Linked DNA regions of Sus scrofa: all the other regions are linked to region 1. Evidence: chromatin contacts called from public Hi-C data. All regions are on one chromosome and are shown on one strand. Each heading gives the region's core, a stretch centred on a gene start, on an enhancer-like site or on the middle of the called end of the contact. The rest is flanking DNA. Distances are from core to core; before and after follow the strand shown.

The links. A called contact is a pair of places that touch in the nucleus more often than the background predicts.
Region 2: a Hi-C map of fibroblasts shows a contact between it and region 1, with 5 times the contacts expected there. The contact joins the promoter of MXRA8 here to the promoter of LOC100525876 in region 1. A contact is called at or near these places in 2 of 47 Hi-C or Micro-C datasets (fibroblasts and skeletal muscle).
Region 3: a Hi-C map of skeletal muscle shows a contact between it and region 1, with 5 times the contacts expected there. The contact joins the promoter of CDK11B here to the promoter of LOC100525876 in region 1. A contact is called at or near these places in 2 of 5 promoter capture datasets (fetal liver and liver), 4 of 47 Hi-C or Micro-C datasets (heart right ventricle, liver and skeletal muscle) and 1 of 2 datasets of contacts at active chromatin or transcription factors (alveolar macrophages).

Annotation. Positions count from the first base shown.
Region 1 is chr6:63,703,509-63,707,699 of Sscrofa11.1, forward strand. It overlaps LOC100525876 (ATPase family AAA domain-containing protein 3), which reads left to right and starts at 2,647. Exons shown (of 17, transcript XM_003127504.5): 1 at 2,647-2,844; 2 at 2,847-2,957. The coding sequence starts at 2,757.
Region 2 is chr6:63,633,772-63,637,713 of Sscrofa11.1, forward strand. It overlaps MXRA8 (matrix remodeling-associated protein 8), which reads right to left and starts at 1,852. Exons shown (of 10, transcript XM_003356116.5): 1 at 1,596-1,852; 2 at 520-543; 3 at 103-399. The coding sequence starts at 1,644.
Region 3 is chr6:63,817,294-63,821,369 of Sscrofa11.1, forward strand. CDK11B (cyclin-dependent kinase 11B) reads right to left here and starts at 2,667. Exons shown (of 19, transcript XM_021097470.1): 1 at 2,548-2,667; 2 at 737-860. The coding sequence starts at 847. SLC35E2B (solute carrier family 35 member E2B) reads right to left here. Exons shown (of 10, transcript XM_021097474.1): 10 at 3,511-4,076.

The sequences.
Region 1 (4,191 bases), core at 1,397-3,896:
AGTCCTGGGTAACTAGACTGAGGTGATGCTGGAGGAGTCCAAGTTCAAGTGGACAGACTTCTGCACAGGTGATGTCCCTGGGAGATACTGGGCAAGAGGGCAGCCTGCCCTGAGGCCCCAGCCCTGGGCAGCCCTGGCCCTGCCGGGATGGCCACAGCTCCCTCCTGCGTGCTGGGCAGCTCCCCAGAGGCCTGGCCAGACGCAGGGGACCGAGAAACCATGCCCGTGGGCCAGGCTCTAGGGGCAGAGTGCTCTGTGCTGGGCTTAGATGGGGCCCACTCTGCTCCTGCTGCTGCGGGCTCTTGGGGGCAGCTGTGTCCCCCCATCTCTAGGCTCAAGGTCAGGCTGGAGGCCAAGCTCTCCACCTGCATCTTTAGTTTCTGCAGTCTCCCCCCGGGTCCTCAGCGCGGGAGGATTCCCTCAGAGGAAAAAGAACATGCTGTGGGGGAGGGGATCCCATCAGCAACACAGCTCAGCAGGGGCAGTGAGGACCCCGCGTGTGTCAGTTATACACGAACGCGGAGTTCCCGTCCTGGCTCAGCCGTAATGAACCCAACCAGTATCCATGAGGTTTCGGGTTTGATCCCTGGCTTTGCTCAGTGAGTTAAGGATCCGGCATTGCCGTGAGCTGTGGTGTAGGTCACAGATGCGGCTCAGATCTGGCATGGCTGTGGCTGTGGTGTAGGCCAGCAGCTGTAGCTCCAACTGGACCCCTAGCCTGGGAGCCTCCATATGCCGCGAGTGCGGCCCTAAAAGGAAAAAAAGATTCAATTAAATTAAAAAAACACAAAGCTTTATTTTCAAAGTTATTCCTTGTCATATAAATGTATACAAACTTTTCAAATGCTAGCCTGTGGATGGAGCGAGAGGGCCTGTGGCTTCACTTCTCTTACCCATTTCCCCAGCTTTATCCATCAAAGCCTGCCAGGGGTGTCCTTGGAGGTATGGTTTGTGGCTGGAACATTAAAAACCTTGGTGACAGCCAACAGGAGGCAGCTGGCTGGAAAAGCCCTTTGGGTTTTCTCTTCATTTGGGAAAACAAAACAAACAACATACTGCAGACAGGATTATCTTACATGTTTTCCTTTTTTTTTTTTTTTTTTTTTTTTTTTGTCTTTTTGCCATTTCTTCGGCCTCTCCCGTGGCATATGGAGGTTCCCAGGCTAGGGATCAAATTGGAGCTGTAGCCACCTGCCAGAGCCACAGCAATGTGGGATCCAAGTTGTGTGTGCCACCTACACCACAGGTCACGGCAACACCAGATCCCTAACCCACTGAGCAAGGCCAGGGATCAAACCCCAAACCTCATGGCTCTTAAACGGATTTGTTAACCCCTGAGCCATGACGGGAACTCCTTTTTTTTTTTTTTTTTTTAATGGCCACACCCAAAGCATTTGGAAGATCCTGGGCCAGGGATTGAATCTGAGTCACAGCTGTGACCTACAACGCCGGATACTTTAACCCATGGGACTGGCCATGGGATAGAATCCATGATCCCAGCCGTTGCAGTTTAATCCTTGACCACTGCAACACAGCTGGAACTCTCCCCCCCCCATTTTTTATTCAGGCTTAAAATTGTTTGTTATTTAAATCTAGTGGAGAAACTCACTGTGTATAATTTTGGGAACGCAACAAATTCCATCAGGGAAAGAATTCAGGAGCAATTTGGATTTTGGTCCAAGAAGTGAATTCTGCTAACTTTGGACACTGGGTTCCGGAGCAGCCCTGGCCTTGTCCATCCTTGTTCCTTCTCCCCCAGCGGTCTGGCCTGGACCTTGGTCCCAGAAGCTGTCATGTGGCCTTCAGAGGTTCCCAAGGAAAACGCTCAGGGATCAGTGACCAGACCCAAGACCCCTCCGCCCAGAGGAGCGCTCTTCTGGCGAGGGCGCCCTCTGTGGGGCCTTGGGGGCTCTGCCTTCGCATACTTTGGGTGGAGATCCCTGTCCGCTCCCTTGTGAGCCACTTTAAGTAAAGAAAGGATCATACAACAGCGGACCGCTGTTTTGCTGAGACGCTGGCGGCTTGGGAGGGCCCTTCATCCTCCTAGCAGGAGACTGGCCAGGGCCGCGCTTCTGCCCTTGTATCATCTCAGTGAGAGCCGAATGGATGCGTTGGCACCGCACCGCGCCAGGCTCCACTTGTCCCGCGCCGCCCGGCCTGTGGGGCAGCCCGCCCTGCGCGGGACACGCCCAGCCCGCGCTCCGCCGTCCGCAGGGTCTCTTGGCCTCCCGCTCCCCCGGCCTTCCTTCCCCGGGCAGGGACCTTTCCAACCGATCCCTCAGGCTCTTCCTCCCGCGGCCGCTTCCTCGGTCGGGACCCCGCGCATCAAGAGCGCCCGGCTCCCAGACCTGCCTCTCGGTTTCACCCGGGGCTGGAACTCCATGGGTGCCCATGGCAACGGGATCAGTGTCACGGCTACGAGGAACTGACGTATCCAAGGGCACGCACGCGCCCAGCCCTTCAATTTTGTCCCTGACCGGCCGCTGTCACCTCGCCCCGCCCCTCTGGGGACCTGCCCCCTAAGCCAGCTCTTGCAATCGCGGCCGCGACGCCGTGACGTCACTCGCCTGCGACCAATCCAAGTGCCGCGCTCGGGACGTGGCCCTCACGCGCACCCGTCGCCCGGGAGGCGGGGCCGCTGTCGCGCCTGCGCAGAGTCAGTGCCGCCGGCTCCCGGCGCGTGGGGGCTGCACTTCGCTACTCGTGTCTACTCGGCTTCGGATCCTTGAGCCTGCGGCGCCCGGTGCTCACTGGCCATGTCGTGGCTCTTCGGCATCAAGGGCCCCAAGGGCGAAGGCGCTGGGCCGCCGCTGCCGCTGCCGCCTGCGCAGCCCGGGGCGGAGGGCGGGGGGACCGCGGCGCAGGGGACCGGCCGGCGCCCAAGGACAAATGGAGCAACTTCGACCCCACGGGCCTGGAGCGCGCGGCCAAAGCGGCGCGCGAGCTGGAGCACTCGCGTGAGTGCCGCTGGGGGGCTCGGTCAGGGCGGCCCCTGGGGGGTTCGGGGGCATCTGGCCCTCGGTGGTCTGAGCCATGGAGCTCTTGTCGGGAGAGGAAATCGGCTTCCAGCGGTAAACCCAATGGAGCCACTCTGCGTGCAGGGAGGTTCGGGATCCCCTGACCCTTTGGCACCTTCCCAGCTGCCACACGTCTTTCAGGGGGGAAACCGGTGGCGAGGGGACTAAGGGTACAGGTAGCAGCTGGCGGGGCTGCACCTTCGTTTTTAGGTACCACCTATTGCTCCCTCCACGTGGAATGGCCAGAGCTGGCTGGGTTGGGGATTTTCTTGTGGTGGATGCTAGCAATTTTTTGCTGAAGAGGGGAGCGCGTTTGAGGGTAATTGGTTTTAAGGAAAATAAAGTAGATCTGCACTTACTGTTGAGAAACGTTAGCTTTCAAGTGAGGTCTGCAAAGCAGCAGATCACCGATCAGCCCTGGCCCAGCTGATGACTGACCTTCCTAACCCGGGCCCTGAGGCATCAGTGGTGATGGCACCTTCACTAAGCCCACGTGCTTTCCTCCCAGCTTCCTTCCTCTGTGGCTTTAAACCACTTGTGTCCAGATTGCAGCGTGTGCGTTTGAGAGTCTGGAACACATGCTCAGCACGCGCCAAGTAAATACTTCGCTCTCAAACCTTTAAATAGAGGTGCCTTTTTCTCAAAGGAGATCTTAGAGAGTAGTTTGTGGCAAGCAGGTATAAGCGGAGTCTTCCTGTCGAAGGAGGATGTGGCCTGGCACTCTGTGGCTCAGTCCCCGCCCTTCTGCAGGGGTCACAGAATTTCCTGGGCAAAGGTCTCCAGCCTGCCTGGCTCTCAGATCCTGGAAGGGACATTCAGAGCATTTGGATATTCGGGCCTGGGGCCCAGGGCTGCCTATTTCCTTAGGCCTGACTGGGAAACGCCCCATCCCAGACTACGTGTGTTAAGTTTGCAAGGTCATTTCAACAGTCAGGTTGGATTGAGAGATAGTGGCTGGGCTTCAGGACACCTCAGATGATGACACTTTTGTTACGGGATGTAATTTCTTAGGTTTCTGTGGGAGCTTCGCCCATTCACCCTGCCCAGAATTTCAAAGTGTTTCTCCTTTTGGAAGGTAAATCCTGACTCTTGGTCCGCAGTTAGATTCTTAACCCACGGCGGGAACTCTTCTGCTTCACTTTTTTTCTTGCCATCCCCCTGGCTTCTCTGCTGG
Region 2 (3,942 bases), core at 602-3,101, 71 kb before region 1:
GCACCGGGAGAGCCCCGCCGTGAGCTCGCGGCCCCGGCTCCCGGCCCAAGCCCCCCAGCCCCCGGAGCCCCCGAGCCCCCGCCGCGGTTCCGCGGCCCCTACCGCGGATGAGCAGCGAGAAGTTGCCGTCGTGGAAGGCGGAGGGAGGCAGCTGCAAGCGCCCGCGGTCGCGCAGCTTGTACACGCGCTGCTCGCCCGCCGAGTACATGTCCACGAGTCGGTGCGCGGGGCCGCCGGCCGGGCCGCCGCTGAGGTCCCAGTGGACCACACGCTGGCGGTCGTGCAGCCGGTCTTGGGTCCACACCATGCGCGGGCTCTGGCAGCGCAGCACGGCGCGGGCTCCCGCTGCCCAGCTCACTGCGGACTCAGACACCACCGAGCTGTCCGGCCCAGACAGGCCTGGTGGGGAGGGGGGGGTGTCACTGGAGGAAGGGTGAGACCCGAGGGGACAGGTACAGGGTGGTGTTAGCAAGGCAGCAGGAAGACCCACCCGGCTCCCAGGGGAGGGTGGTCACTAACCTGAGGACAGAAGGACAGCAAAGCCTGGAAAGAGAAGTCTGAGTCACACTGGGAAGCAGGACCTGAGACCTGACATCGCGGTCACCCACCCAGACCCCCCCCCCATGGCTCCCTGGGTCCCTTCTCTAGTCCTCACTGAGGTTGGTGCCAACGACACCCCCTTAGCAGGTGGGATAAACCTAGAGGAGCCAGGAGGACACAGACAGGGGTCTCCTTCCCCCCACCCCTCCCAGGCCCCCACCTCATCCTCACAGCAGCCTGCCCTTCTGGAGGTGGGTGGTTAGGCCAGGGTCCGACCCTGCTCAGGCCAGCTCTGGAGCGTGTGCTCGTCCCTAAGGGCCACTCTCAGGAATGGTGGCCACCGTCACTGCAGCGAAGCCACAGAGCCCAGGGCCTGACACCTCAGGCGGGTGTGGGGGCTCCTGCATGGGCATGTCTGGTGTGGCACCTGCCAAGGAGCAGGCCACACGAGCCCTCCGGGGTCCTCAGACCTCTGGTGCCCCTCCCGGGGCGGCGGGGAGGCTCTAAGTCTTCCTAAAGGTCTTCGGCTCGAGAAGGCTGGACGTGGGGAGTGACCCCACCATTTGCCACCCCACAAGCCAAATTCCTGCTCCAGAGATGTGGCCAAGTGCCCAGACGGGACAGAGGAATGCGCCAGGTCAGCAGGCCGGCCTTGGGTGGGGGCTCGGGGGCCTGGGAGTCACGGGGTGGGGGGTGCTCTGGAGTAGACCCCGCGAGCCCCGCTGTTCCCAGGCCCTCTCCATCCCCCGACCGCTCCCCTCCTGACACAGACAGGCTCCCTCTTCCTCAGGAGAGGGAGCCGGGAGGAGGCCCCACACTTCAGCCCCCCTGGCTTCTGTCCCAGAGTCCGCATCCCGCCCCCCCGTGCCGCGAGGGGAGTTCTGTGAGGGGGTCTGACCTAGGACCTCCTCCCCTCCTGGGCCCTGGGGGCCTGATCGCAGTGAGCGGCTCCCTCTGAGGCCCCCTAGAGCCATTCACTTCCCGGCAGGGGCGTCCCCCTTACCCGGGGCTTGAGCCCAAACAGACTCCCTCGGACCCCGGCCACTCAGACTCACTCTGCAGAAGCACAAGTTGCCAGAGAATGACCGGGGACCGCAGCTCCATGGCGCCTGCCTGGCCCGCCAGCTGCTTTGTCTCCCGAGCTCTAACTCTCCCGAAAAACAGCCGGGCCCCTCCTCCTCCCCTTCCTCAGCACCCGCCTTGACATCACGGAGCCCTGGGCCTGTCGCAGTCTGCAGCCCGCCCCTCCGCTCCTGCCCAGCCCCCGGGCCTCCTCCCATCCTTAGCTGCCCTGGTGGGAGGGGCGGGACCTCGGCCGCTGTGTCCCAGAGGGTGAGGGGAGCGAGCCCAGACCTGGCCCCCTCTCTGGTCCGGGAGGGGGCGGCAGTGGCCCAGCCCTCGGAGCAGCAGGAGGGCCTGAGGGCATGCCCCATGTCCTGTGGGTGTCTGTGACATATGGGGCCCTTCTGGGGCCACTGCTGATCTGGGGTTCTGGGGTGAGCACACCCTCAGACCTAGCTCTCTAGGGAGACCCTGGCTCAAGGCGTTGCCCCACACGGGCAGGGCAGCCTGTGGGGTTCAAGGCGGCCCTGCGGCAGGCCCGCAGAAAGGCATCCTGGGGCCAGACCACCAGCCCCTCCTCTGGGAAGTGGGGCGAGAGCAGCTCCCACTGGGGGGCAGGGAACAGGGGCCCCTGCAGGCGGCCTGAGGGGCACTGATGTCCACCAGAGGGCCAGCCAGGAGATGAGAGGCGTGGGACCCCTGTCCCAACGCCCCCACCCCACCTGCCACTGCCAAGGGCAGAGCCTGGTGTCCATGAAACGCTGCCCAGACCGGCCACAGTGCTCCTGGGAGCACCCCACCCCCCCCCAGAGGGGAGGAGAGGAAGGGCCTTCCCAACCGAAGCACAAATTTGAAGCTCTGGGAAAGCTTACAAGTCACATAAACAAATGGGAAATAACAGAGCACGCGCTCTGTACCAAACCCACCCTTTCTAGTTAAGCAAACCTCAAAAAAGGGGAAAAAAAATCTACCAAGCAACCACAAAAACCCACAGTGCATTTTTGAGACTCTGCCCATTCGGATTGAGTTATGGTCACAGCACCATCCCAGCTGCCCGGAGCCTCACTCTCCAACCCGCCCTGGTCCCAAGTCCTCAGCTGATCAAGGAGCCTGACCCAGCCAGACTCCTGGGGAAGGGGAAGAGACTGCTGCAGCAGCCAGAGGGAATGAGGGGTGACAACAGGTCGGACTGGCTGCAAGGACGCCCCACCCCCAGCCTAACGGACAGACGAGTCCTCGAGTCCTCGGCAGGATCCAGGCCCTGGGAGGCGGAGCCCCGTTTCCAAACTGGAATCGGGACCTGTCTCCCTATCCCACCCCACTCCTCCCTGGGCCTTGCATTCTGGAAAAACAAGCCCTGCCTGGCTGGCCTTGAGGCCTGGCCTCTCCTCCTGTTTTTCTAACTGGTTTGTATTAGTGCCGGCGGCCTCCCTCCCAGCCCTTCTCCCTCCTCCAGGCCCCCGCCCACGTCTGTCTCTCCCTCTGCTGCTGTCTCCAGCTCGGCCCTGTTCCTCCTCCGGCTGCCAGGCTGTCTCTCCTCCACGGAGAGATGTCCAAGCAGCATGGCGGGAGGCAGAGATGGCCCAGGTCCGGCCCTCCAGCCTGGAAGGGGACAGGGTCGGCCCCCAGCTCTGAGCTGGGAGCCGGGCCACACCCCAGAGCCCTCGCTCTTCTAGCAGGTTTCCCGGCTGCAGGCCCTACGCTGGGGTCCGTGGGCCTCGCAGAGTCGACCCAGCCATCAGCTCAGCCCAAATGCAGAGCCTGCAGCAGGAAACCAGCCCCTTGTGCTCTTGGGCAAAGGTGGACGGGGCGGTGCAAGGCTGTGGCCCCCATCCTCTGCCTGAGCCCACCTCCCAGTCCTCGGCAGGAAGCAGCTCCAGATGAACACAGAGGCTCAGGAGAGAAGGGGGCTGATATCACCGCAGGGCCCCCTGAGCTCTGGCCCAGCCCCAGCCAGACCGGAGCCTAGATCCACCTCCCTTCTCCTAGGAGCTGGAGGCGGAACGAGGAGGGTCGGCCACCAGCCCAGCTGAGACTCAGACTCTGGCTTCGGTCCTGGGGACCCAGACATTCCAGGCAGCCAGGCTCACTGGGAAGAAAACCCACAGGCGCTCAGAGGCACAAGCAGACACACGGACACATGCTCACACAGGCCGTCCCATCATTCAGCAGACACTGAGCACCCACTGTGTGCCCGGTCCTGGGCTATAGCACCAAACCGGGTGCCAGGCCCCTCCTGCCACTCACACCTGTTTGAGCTGAGGCAGATGGCAGACCTGCTCGCTGATGAATGAAGGCGCTTTAAACACAGCGAGAGGGGGAGTTCCCATTGTGGTGCAG
Region 3 (4,076 bases), core at 1,417-3,916, 110 kb after region 1:
GTAATCTCATCAGAAGAGGTATTTCTTTGAATGCCCCTTATTGAATTACAAAAAGTTTTCTTGGAGTTCCTGTCATGATGCAGTGGTTAACGAATCCGACTAGGAACCATGAGGTTGCGGGTTAGTTCCCTGGCCTTGCTCAGTGGGTTAAGGATCTGGCGTTACTGTGAGCTGTGGTGTAGGTCACAGATGCGGCTTGGATCCCGAGTTGCTGTGGCTCTGGCGTAGGCCAGTGGCTATGGCTCCTATTCAACCCCTAGCCTGGGAACCTCCATATGCCGTGGGAACAGCCCTAGAAAAAGGCAAAAAGACACCCCCCCCCAAAAAAAAAAGTTTTCTCATGTCACTGGAAAAACCAAGAAAGGTGTAAAACATTAATAGTAATTTCAAGGCAATTTCCTACTATACTAAAAACACTTGGAAATAATATCATGAACAGAGTAATGAAATGTGAAAAATTAGTCCAAATGCACTAATGATTTTAGAGTCAAAATACTTTCTTTATTCTCCGCGGAGATATGGTCGTCTACACACATTTTTAGTATGTTATCAATCTGTCTTCAAGGTAAACTGAGCATTTGAATGTTTCGTTAATTTTTAGAAGAGACTTTGGGCTCACCTGTGACATTTGGAAGTACAAAAGAACTTCACCGAAGAAGCGTTGTTCTAATGGAAAAATGAGGGCAAAGAAATTAAATCTTCTTTTAAAAAACTTAACTTAAAAAACATAGCTTACATTTTTTAAGCGTTTTATCTCTGCTTTTTCCTCTTGTTCTTTCCGTCGTTTCTTTTCCTGAAGAATTTCATCTAAAGTTTTCACTTTCCAAGAGTCCTTTTCATCACCCATTTGACTTAAAACACTGCAGGAAGAAAAAGAACTCAATTGGTGTCAGGACACAGCCAGCTGTGGTTCAACGAGAAGCGGAACACTTGTGCCCGTGCCTTCTGAGCCCTCAGTACACATGTTCGCTAAGAGTGATGGGCCCTACAGAGTTCCCGCTGTGGCTCAGCGGGTTAAGAATCCAACTAGTATCCATGAGGAAGCGGGTTCGAGCCCTGGCCTTGCTCACTGGGTTAAGGATCTGGTGTCGCCAGGAACTGTGGTGTAGGTCGCAGACGTGGCTCGGATCCTGCGTTGCTGTGGCTGTGGTGTAGGCCGGCAGCTGCGGCTTCAGTTGACCCCTAGCCTGGGAACTTCCATATGCAGCGGGTTTGGCCATAAAAAGCAAAAAAAAAAAAGTGATTGGCCGTGGAGGATGACTGCCTGGATTCCAGTCATTTTTCTCTCATAGCCACATAGCTGTATGTCTAGGGCCAGTTACTTCACATCAGTTTATCATTTGATAAATGGTAAGAAAACCACCTGCAAGACAGCATCATCTGGGGATGAAATAGGACCATCCAGGTGAAGCTTACAGCTCAGCACATGGCCTTCCCCATGCACTGTTTTTGCCCTCAGGAGACTGTTGTTAGACCACCTGGGTTGGGGTGAGGACTCAGCTAACCCCTATTAGGTTTTTCTGCTTAGCCGACAGAAGGTGTGACCAGCTTGATAGTCTCCCCACAGGCTCGGCTTGTCCTGAGAACATTCCACAGCAATTTGCTATCATTCCTGTGACCTTTAGAGTATCCTGTCTCCAGGACTGAGTCACCTGGGGAAGGCCAAGGACTCAGCAGCTCTGCCTGCTCCCAGGATGAGGAGTTTGGCAGACTCTTTGTCACCATCCCCATCCCACACCCCCTTGTCACAGAAGAAACAACAGCCAGGGCACTTTCTAGGGTAGTGACTGTGCTAAGCCAGTGGTGAGCCCCTTAGATTCCCAGTCTCAGCCAACCTCCCTGATTTGCATCTCAGCTTTGACTTTAACACTTCCTAGAATGGGGCCCTGGGCTTCCTTTGCAAAAGCTCCTGGCCCCCAGTCATTGCCCAGCATTCAGAAAGAGCCAAGGGGGATCCCCCTCTGGCACATGGCTATGATGTCCGACAGGGGCCTGGCTCCAGGAAAAATGCAGACAAGCTCTACTCACAGACCTCTGCTCTCCTGAGATTGAGGCCCCGGGCTTACAGTTTGGAATACAACCAGTGAAGGGTTTTTTATCGTTTGTATTTTTTTAAAGTAAACTTGATACTTTCATTGCTAATTTAAAAATAAGTGGCTTTATACTCATTGTGAAAACAAAAACAAAAACAAAAACAGGCCACCTGGGCTGCGCGAGCCTCTGGCCGACTCGACGGCTGCTGCCCCATTACAGGACACGGGGAGGCTGGGGATGGGGGGCTCCAAAGGCGCGCTCGCAGACCGGGCGGCGGGGTCCTGGCTTCTGGGGTTCAGTCGCGTTAACCCGGGGTTCGACACGGCAGGGGTGGGCTCAGGGAGAGTCTTGGCCCGCCGCCTCCTCAACCCCGAGTTCCGCCCGCGGCCCGATGGGACGAGGAAGCGCGGCATGTAGACCGCCCCGGTCACGCGCCCCAGGCCCACCGGGACCCGAGAGCTCGGGTGAGCTGGTCGCGCCAAGTCCCCCTGCCCGCCCCGCCCCGCCACTCACCCGCCGCCGCCGCCGCCGCCGCCGATCCCGGAGCCTGAGAAGAAACAGCGCCCGGCGCGCGCCAGAATGGTCGTCACTTCCTGTTTCGGCGCGGGGATGATGACGTAGGAGGGCAGGCCCCCGCCGCCGGCTCAGGACCCAGCGGGGTACCCAGCGGGGTGCCCAGCGCGCGCCTGCGCGTCACGGCCCGCGTCGACGCCCACCGGTGACGACACCCGGGCCCTGGCCCGGCCCGGCGCGGCTGCGGCGGCTCGTCCCTCCCTGATCCTGGGCGAGCGCGGCGCTCGGGAAGGACCCTGAGTGCTGCTGTAGCGGACTCCGAGTTTTCCGATATGGAGACAGAAGTCTTGCTCGACCTCGCGCAAAACCGGGGCGAGGAGTTTCCCTGTGACGCAGCGGGTTAAGGACCCGGCGTTGTCGCCGGTGTGGCTGCCGGTTGGACCCCCGCGGGGAACGTCCACGTGCCGCAGGCCTGCCGGAGCAAGGACGTGTTTTAAAGCTGGGCTGCGGCTGGGGGTCCTCAGACCTCTTACTCAGATCGGCTTGAGAAGGTTTTTAAAGCCCTGAGATCCCAAGGCTCCTCCTGTGACCAGCTGAAGCTCGTAGAATGCCGTCCTCTTGCCCAGCTCATTACTCTGCAGACTTTTGTGGTCACGGAGAAATGGTAGCTCGACATTTTGGATCTCAGATCTCAAGAAAGGGAATGAAAAACAAACATTCACATTCACTGTCTCGGCGCGGGCAATGTAGACTGTGACGAGGGATTCAGGCCCAAAAAGGGCTCGTGGGCTTGAATTCTCTCCCCTCTGGGAGGGGGTGTTTGCTTGGTTTCCTGAGTTTCTGCAGACAGGGGAACAAACCTTCACTTTTTTCACTCCTTTCATGCTGAAAAGGGGTGAGGGCAGTAAGGAAGCCCCCTTGTTCATTTCAGTAGGGCAAGCATTTGAGAACTACACAAAGAAAAGAAGTACACATTTAACATTTATTTTACTTTTGCAGACCAAGAGCCTTAGATAGTTGCTTAATTTAGTGGCTTACTTCAGACAAAAATAGCCGGGAGGCATCCACAGGATTAATTACAGAGCATCGAGGTATTACTATGGCAGAATTTGCAGTGACTTGAGTTACTTAACAACTACTTTCTGGAAAGAATTGATTTAATCACATAAATACTGAAACAGGTGAAATATAAACCACAGACATCCTGTACAATGTACTTTTAGTTCTCCACAGTTTTGTTTGGTATAAAGCAAATATAATTTGGTTCTGATACAGACAATTACTGGTACAATTTTCAAGTTTCTCAGTGTGGGAGTCACCCTCACTGTGGCCTCCACAGCAGGGCGCCCACAACACACCCTGGCAGGTCCAGACTCAACTCGTACATCTGCAGTCTAGAAACAGCACATGGGTTGGAATGCCAGTTTTCCTCAAATAGAAACTGAAAAACACACAAAGACTTCGCTAATAAGAACAGTTTCCGCCTCAGTTTGGACATCTAGGTATGGATTCAATGGCCATCAAACTCC